Linked DNA regions of Sus scrofa: region 2 is linked to region 1. The links are chromatin contacts, called in public HiChIP or PLAC-seq maps. All regions are on one chromosome and are shown on one strand. The core of a region is the stretch at or near the end of the contact, and the rest is flanking DNA. Distances in the headings are between cores, read along the strand shown.

What was found. HiChIP or PLAC-seq counts read pairs in DNA pulled down with a chosen protein or histone mark.
Region 2: a contact with region 1 is called in an H3K27ac HiChIP or PLAC-seq map of alveolar macrophages. The contact joins two enhancer-like sites. A contact is called at or near these places in 1 of 47 Hi-C or Micro-C datasets (embryonic fibroblasts) and 1 of 2 datasets of contacts at active chromatin or transcription factors (alveolar macrophages).

The regions. Positions count from the first base shown.
Region 1 is chr8:83,579,180-83,583,028 of Sscrofa11.1, forward strand. No RefSeq gene overlaps it. Among named protein-coding and RNA genes, the nearest start is that of HHIP, 97 kb to the right of the region's middle. Within about 2 kb of position 2,007, at least 1 of the 83 cell types and tissues checked has an H3K27ac peak or open chromatin away from gene starts, as enhancers often do. A contact at or near this core is called in alveolar macrophages, where this site is marked.
Region 2 is chr8:83,757,729-83,761,577 of Sscrofa11.1, forward strand. No RefSeq gene overlaps it. Among named protein-coding and RNA genes, the nearest start is that of HHIP, 81 kb to the left of the region's middle. Within about 2 kb of position 2,208, at least 2 of the 83 cell types and tissues checked have an H3K27ac peak or open chromatin away from gene starts, as enhancers often do. A contact at or near this core is called in alveolar macrophages, where this site is marked.

The DNA of each region.
Region 1 (3,849 bases), core at 757-3,256:
GTTCAGTGGTTAACAAATCTGCCTAGCATCCACTAGAAGACAGGTTCTATCCCTGACATTGCTCAGTGGGTTAAAGATCTGGCGTTGCCATGAGGTGTGGTGTAGGTTGTAGACACGGCTTGGATCTTGCATTGCTGTGACTATGGTGCCAGCCAACAGCTACAACTCCGAGTCAACCCCTAGCCTGGGAACCAACATATGCCATGGGTGCAGCCCTAAAAGAAAAAAAAAAAAAGAAAAAGAAAAATTCTATCAGCTTGTTGTGATATTTTCCTTTTTAAATATCTTCTCTTGATAGAAATCCAGTTTATTGTTGCATACATATATTTTTTTATGGTGCCTATTGCTTTAACAACCCAGTTGAAGTTTATTTTGAACAGATAGAGGAACTGCAACATACGTAAAAATATTGTATTTGTTTGTGTGATTATGATGCTCTTGCAGCTGTAGTAACAACAGCAAGCAGGTCCAGTATCATAAGGGTAAGTGACTGCCAGGTACAAATATTTACTGTGCTGTTCTGCATTCTACTCAACTGAATGCAAGCCTGGAAGGAAGATATAGGACATACCATTGTTTCCTTTTTGGTGACAGAAAGCCCTGTTCCCATCAATAGTCTTTTCCAGTATGACTGTCCTGTCCTCGAAATGAGAACAGTCTATAAACTGTCCTTTAGATCTTTGCTCTTCAAACTGTGGCCCAGGAACCAGCATTAGCATCACTTGGGAATTTGCACAGAGACACTGAATCTCAGGCAGCCCCACCCCCAACATACTGAATTAGATTCTGTATTTTGACAAAGTCCCCAGGTGACTGGGAGCACACTGAAGTTTGAGAAACCCTTCTTTAGACACTGAAAATGAGACCTCAGTGTGTCTGATGTCATTTCCGGGGCACGATGTTTGTGGGTTGAATTGTATCTCCCCTCAAAGTGCCTGTGTTGGGGTTCTAACCCTCAGTACCTCAGCATGTGTTCTTACTTAAAGACAAAGTCTTTACAAAGGTAATTGAGCTAAAAGGAGATAATTAGGGTGAGTCCTCATCCACTGTGACTGGTGTTCTTATAAAAAGAGGAAACCTGGACACAGAACCGTGTATGAAAGGAAGAATAAGTGAAGACACAAGGAGAAGATGCCGTCTACAAGCCAAGGAGAGGAGCCTGGACCGGATCCTTCCCTCGTAGCCCTCAGAAGAAACCAATTCTGCCAATACCCTGATTTGAGACTTCCAGCCTCCACAATTATGACGCAAAACATTTCTGTTGTTTAAGCCACCCAGCCTGAGGTAATTTGTTAGGGCAACCCCAGGACATGTGGTTATGCTTCTGTCTGTATTAGGACTTGTCTGCCTTTTAGATGGTGTCTACCGCCAAGCATTTATGCCTTTGAATCTCCCCAGAATGTGGTGTCTGTCAGTCAGGTGGGGTGCCTGTAGCACCCCTCTTGGGACCACAGCTCATGGAAAAGACAATTATGTTTCTAACAGTTAGGAAACTAGATATTAAGGATCCTGGAGAGAGGGGCAGCCTCCTTGTTACAGTGAGAGTCTTCAGAGAGTTCCCATTTTGGCTCAGTAGGTTTCAGTAATATCCATGAGGATGCAGGTTGAATCCCCAGCCTCGCTCATTGGGTTAAGGATCCAGCATTGCCACAAGCTGTGGGTAGGTCATAGGCTCGGATCTGGCATTCTTATGGCTGTGGTGTAGGCCAGCAGCTGTAGCCCTGATTCAACCCCTAGCCTGGGAACTTCCATATGCCTCGGGTGCAGCCCTAGAAAGCAAACGAAAACAAAAACAAAACAAGCAAACAAACAAAACAGTGAGCTTCTTCAGCACAGAGAAAATCATGGCCATAGATCAGAGAATGGTTTAGAAATTTAAAGCGAGAACTGCAAGAGACACCAAAAGATTTGAGAATGAACCAGACTGAGGTGGGAGGAACAGAAGAAGGAAGTTCAGAGGGACACATTCAAGAAAGCAACAAAGAACCACAGGGTGGGAGGGGAGGAGGCTGGGCAAGTGGAGAAAAATGAGTAAGAGTCTTTTCGAATTATTTTGCCATCACAGATGAATGATACAGAGCAGTTAATGGACTCCTTCTTATCCCAGAGGTGCAATTTCTAATCTGTAGTTCCCACAGATCCTGGGATTCAGGATAGCTAACAAGACCTGTCAGAGCTGGAAGGAACCTAAGCCTCTTGTTTTACACATCGGGAAACTGAGTTTCCAGTGCACTGAGCGCCTAGCGCAGAATCACCCTGCTCAGCAGTTGGAGAAACAAGCCCAGGGCCCACATCTCGCAGCCCTAGCCCAGGGCTCCTGCCAGCGCACCTGGCACACATGACTTTGGGTAGCTGTCGATCACAGAACAGAGTGTCTGTGATTATCTAACTTGCTTTACATGAAGCACATGGATTTTGCACCAAGTAGTTGTAAGGCTATAAATATGTCAGAGGGATCTGATGACATCTTATTAAATTACAAGAGTGAGCTCAAGTAGTTTCTGATGTGGGCATAGTCCCAAGAGGAATGAGTTTTATAGTCAAGTTCCACCCAGGCTTCTCCCTCCCTCTCCTGGCCCCCTCCTTTCCCCTTTTAAATTGTTTGTTTTAATCAGAGAAAATGTAAATTATGAAAATACAGAAGAAATATTGCATTCAAATTCCTTTTTCCCCCCTTTGATGCTTTTGTTTCTTTGACTGATGGTAGAATTTAATCTTCAGAGAGACCTTTTTAGGTCTGTTCTCCAAATAGAAAAAAAAACAAGACGTATTCTTTTCTGAGGAGATAATCAGCATGACTGCTATTGTATGTTGTACACTCAGTGGAGACACTTCATTAGTCTATAAAATTCTGAAACAAAAATGAGTGTAAAAAAGTAACTTCATAGAACTTGCTCTCACATTAGCTGTCAGACTCCTGAACTCACTGGAGACTGACAGGTTTAATAGTACAAATGTGAGCTATGAAAATTCTTAGTGACAACTGTGGGAATGGCCTTTTCCATTGGCAGCTGCCTGAGTAGTTGAAGGGTTCTGTATCGGGTTTGGAGGTAAGAGCCCTCTGACCACATCTTGCTGTGATCACATTGGGATTCCAGGTGATGGTTTTTTAAGGCGACCTCCTAAAGGAGACCTCATCCTGTCCCTTTGTAAATGCCATCCTGCACTCTCTCTTCTCGCCTGAGTCTGTCACTCTCATTAATATATGATCAATTAGGATCTTAAAGAGGGAAACAGAAAGTACTTCCAGTGTTTACCTCAAAGGGAATTTAATTTGGGAGATTGATTGCATTGGTGACAGAAGAGCTGAGAAGCCAATCAAGGGACAGTGAAGGTACCCAGAGAGATTACTACTATCAGGAAAAAAAAATTTCCATCTCTAGGCTGTCATATACATATTATTATTTTTTACTTTTTAGGGATGCACCTGTGGCATATGGAAGTTCCCAGGCTAGGGGTCGAATGGGAGCTGTATCTGTGACCTACACCACAGCTCGTGGCAATGCCAGATCCTTAATCCACTGAGCTAGGCCAGAGATCAGACACGCATCCACATGGATACTAGTTGGGTTCCTAGCCTGCTGAGCCACAGTGGGAACTCCTATATACTTATTATTATTATTTTCCTTATGGCAGATATGCAGGAGCTGCTCTACGTATGTCAGGGATTCTAGAAGTAGAAGGCAGACTTAGTCTGGATGGAGAGACCAGGCATGCATAGGAAACAGATTGTGATTAAGGGCTAAGCTGTTAGGACAGATTCTGGAAGGGCTGTCCTTGAGGGAGAGAGACCTCTAGTGCTTTCTGGACCATTGAGAAGTGAGCCAAGGGACACTTTTCATGGTGTCA
Region 2 (3,849 bases), core at 958-3,457, 180 kb after region 1:
AGCAGTTTCTTGCTTAAAAGGAAGAAAAGTATACACATCCAGTGAAAACATACTTCTTGTGTTTCCTCACAGTGCTGGTAGCTAGTATGTATTTCATCAATATAAGACAGCAGCAGGTCTGTGATTACTTATGATAACTTCTAGGTTGATGGCTTCTTCCTTTGAGACGCTCACCATTAGTCCATTTCTCAGGATCCTTTATGAATTCCAGAGGCAGTTTATTGAAAGTAACAAAGGACAATGGTTTCAATCCATTCTCTTTGCAGAGCAGACATAGAATACCCCAGAAACCAACTCAGAGGCCTGGAATGTTGCAAATGGGTGCTGTTTCCTTTGTGACCAGAGGTTAGAACTGAAAGATTTGCCACATTATGTAGAGTGGGTTTCTTTATTTTGGCAGGCAGCTCTACGGCGTTTGGAGGTGGTGAAGGTGATCACTCGGGCTGCTCTTTCTTGCCTTTTACCTTAGAAGTTTAGCTCCAGAGGAAGGGAGCTGATGCCGTTGGTCTCCAGGAAGCCCTTTTCCTCACCTCATCAAGTTCTTAATTTTCCTGTAGACTGCGAAATCACTTTGTGTGTCTCATTTCTGATCTGTAAAGTGGAGGTGAGATGCTTCACAGAATGTGAAAACTCAAAGGACACCACACATGTGTAATGCTTAGAATTGATGAACCATCAAAATTTTGAGAGTTAACTTAAGAGACTAGAAATCTATAAAGTTCTGAAGGGTTTTTAAGATGTGTGCTTTGAGACAAAATGATCTAGAATGGGCAAATTCAAAATATGGAGTGAAAACTATATTCGATAATTAATTAAAGATTAATTATACACACAGCAAAGTACAAATATTCTTCAATGTAAATGTGATTCCACCTTGTTATTCCTCTTATTCAGATTGACTAAATGAAATCTCTGTATGGAGTCAAGCCCATTCTTGATTTATCAAATGGGTGAAATAATCCTCTTCATAGAGCCTATTTTTGTTGCGGTGGTTTAAATATCATTTACCTATACTAGCACCTTAAGAAAAAAACGAAAACTAATATGGAGACTTCTCAACTCCTTTGTCCACTGTTGCTCACCATTCCTCACCTGTATTTCTGAAGAGGTTTACTTTCTTAGATAATATATTCATAGGGTGCGTACAGCTGGTGTCAGCATCTTCCTGCCCCTTGTTCTAGAACTGATTATGTTCCCCTGAAGGGTAAGCTCTGTGAAGGCAGAGCCCTTGCTAGTTTGTTTCTTGTGGGATCCCAGTACTTTGAATAGTGTCTGATACCGAGTAGCCCCTCAGGGAATATTTTGAAAGATTGGATTGAGGATCACATGTGTAGCAGTTGCATCAGTGGATATATTCGTTTTGATTGTCTGTTGCTGCTATAGCAAGTTACCACAAACTGGATGACTCAAAACAGTACACATTTATTATCTCATAGTTTTTCAGATCAAAAGTCCAAAAAGGGTCTCCCTAGGCTAAAGCCAAGGTGCTAGCAGACTGCATTCCTTTCTGGAGGCTTTGGGGAAGAGTCTATTTTCTTGTTCAACCCAAGTTTCAGCAGAATTCTGTCCCTGGCATTTGTAGAACTGAGGTCCCTGTTTCTTTGCTGGCTTTCAGCTGAGGGAACTTCTCGGATTCTAGAGGCTGCTAGTAATTGTGGGCTCATGGCCCCTTCCTCCGTCTTCAGCTAATTTGAGTCTATCTCAGGTTGCAAATCTTTCCCTTTCTCTCTCTTTTTTTTCTGTTATTATATCTCTCTCTGACCTACTCTTCTGTCTTCCTTTTCTGCTATTAAGGGCTTGTGTGATTGTGTTGGCCCATCCAGATAACCCAGGACTATGTTCTTATCTTCAGATTAGCTATTTTATCACCTTGATTCCCCCTGCAACTTTTTATTGCCTTTTGTCATGTAGCATAACATATTCATAGGTTCTGGGGATTAGGATGTGGACATTTTTGGAAGTCATTATTCTTCCTACCCAACAGGATTAAGAACTTTTTACTATTATATTATTTAATATTCATAACTAGCCTATGATGAAAATTATTACTTTTATTGATGTATGACAAAATAGAGGCCCACAGAAGTTAAATAACTTGTCCAGGATTAGAGCGCTATTAGAAAACAGGCTAGGATTCTAAAATAGTCTGAGTCAATAGCATGCGTATGACTCACTACCTGGTCATCTGATATTCATGTGATTATGATAGGGATGATTCCCTTAAAAGTTGTTCAGTGCACAGGATGGTTAACTGCACATGGCAGTTCTGACTACTAATATACACTGCCTTTGATTTTCCCACTATTGTGGTGGTAGAAGTGATGATATTCCTCTTTATCTTCTGGAGGAGATAAGGAACTCCAGGCTGAGATTAACTTGAAAAGTGCTCCCCATTTCCTAAAAGAATTAAACTTCATCACTGACAAACATTCCTTTTAACTGACCTTATACTTTACTGTTTTACCAAATCATAGCCACTACTATTCAGGCTATACTTGCTGGTGGTTTAGCCCAGTACTCTAGTCAATGATTCAGTCAAAACTTGGGTACATTTTTCCCATAGGACCTGGCTAATTGATCTGTAAAACAGTTCTGACTATAGTAGGGGTATCTTCAACTTATTTTAAACATGGGTTTTTTCCACTGTAAAATAAGTGGTGATTAACCGAGTAGATATAAAACTAAAATGCAAGCAGACTCTTGTAGCATACTTACAGATGGACGTCTCTTCTATAAACCTGCTGAATTAGCTAGGTAGCAATAGGCTACCATGGAGAAACCCCATCCCCTTTTACTGTCCCTCTTACATGCTCCTTCCCTCCTATTTGAATTGTGTTTAGGAATTCCTCCTTGAGTTTCCTATGACCAGAACTGGCCATCAATGGAAAATTGAATGAAATTTCAGAAGCGTGGCAGTGGTGGTTAGTGCCAACAGGATTATTCCAGGGCACAATGTAGACACCCACCCCAAAGAAGTTAGTACAGTCCTCTGTTCCAGCCATGAGGGTATCAAGGCTGCTTTTCTTTCCTTGCAGCCAAGCCCCCGTTGGGCTAGCTCCTTAAAGTCAGCTATGCTGTAGTTATGAGGAATCAGTGGACCCGGCAATGCAACAGTGAGGAAGAGAAGAGGCATGGGAAACAAAGGAGGTCACCTATTACTCTAGAGGGTGAATTAAACAGGCATTTGCTGAAAGCATGATCTGCAAGTTGGGGGTTCTTGTCTTCCGAGGAATGTGGGAGGTAGTCCAGTGGGATGTGGGAAGAAAGGATAAGAAGTTCTAACTGCATTTATGTCAAGAGATATCATATCTTGAAAATCCAGCCGAATTTTTGTGCATTTACTTATATTAGGGGTATATTATTATAGAAGGGAGAAATCATGAAAATTTTGGAAATGAGTGTAGTGTGCTCAAGCTCAGTACTGAGTTTGCCTAAACCAGTTTCTAATGTATAGTTCAAAGCTGCAAAATGTTTCCTTAAATCCTAGCAGCACTGGGATCATCACAAGAGCAGAGAGGGTGGTTCATCCTTGTTCATTTAGACAGCTTCTCTTTTATTTCTTTTGTATATTGTTTTATGGAAGATTTACTTTAAAAGATGAGTGACATTGATTTTTTTTTAAAGTTTATTTAAAACTATGAACAGGATAGAGTGCTAAATTTTCTGCAAATATAGCCTAAATAGAATTATCTTCATATTTTCTATGTGACAATGACAGAGTGCAGCCGTTAAAAAGAATGAGACGAGTTTGAATTGTGCCTTAGTGGTAATGAATCCGACTAGTAACCATGAGGACGCAGGTTCGATCCCTGGCCTCTCTCAGTGGGTTAAGTATCTGACGTTCCTGTG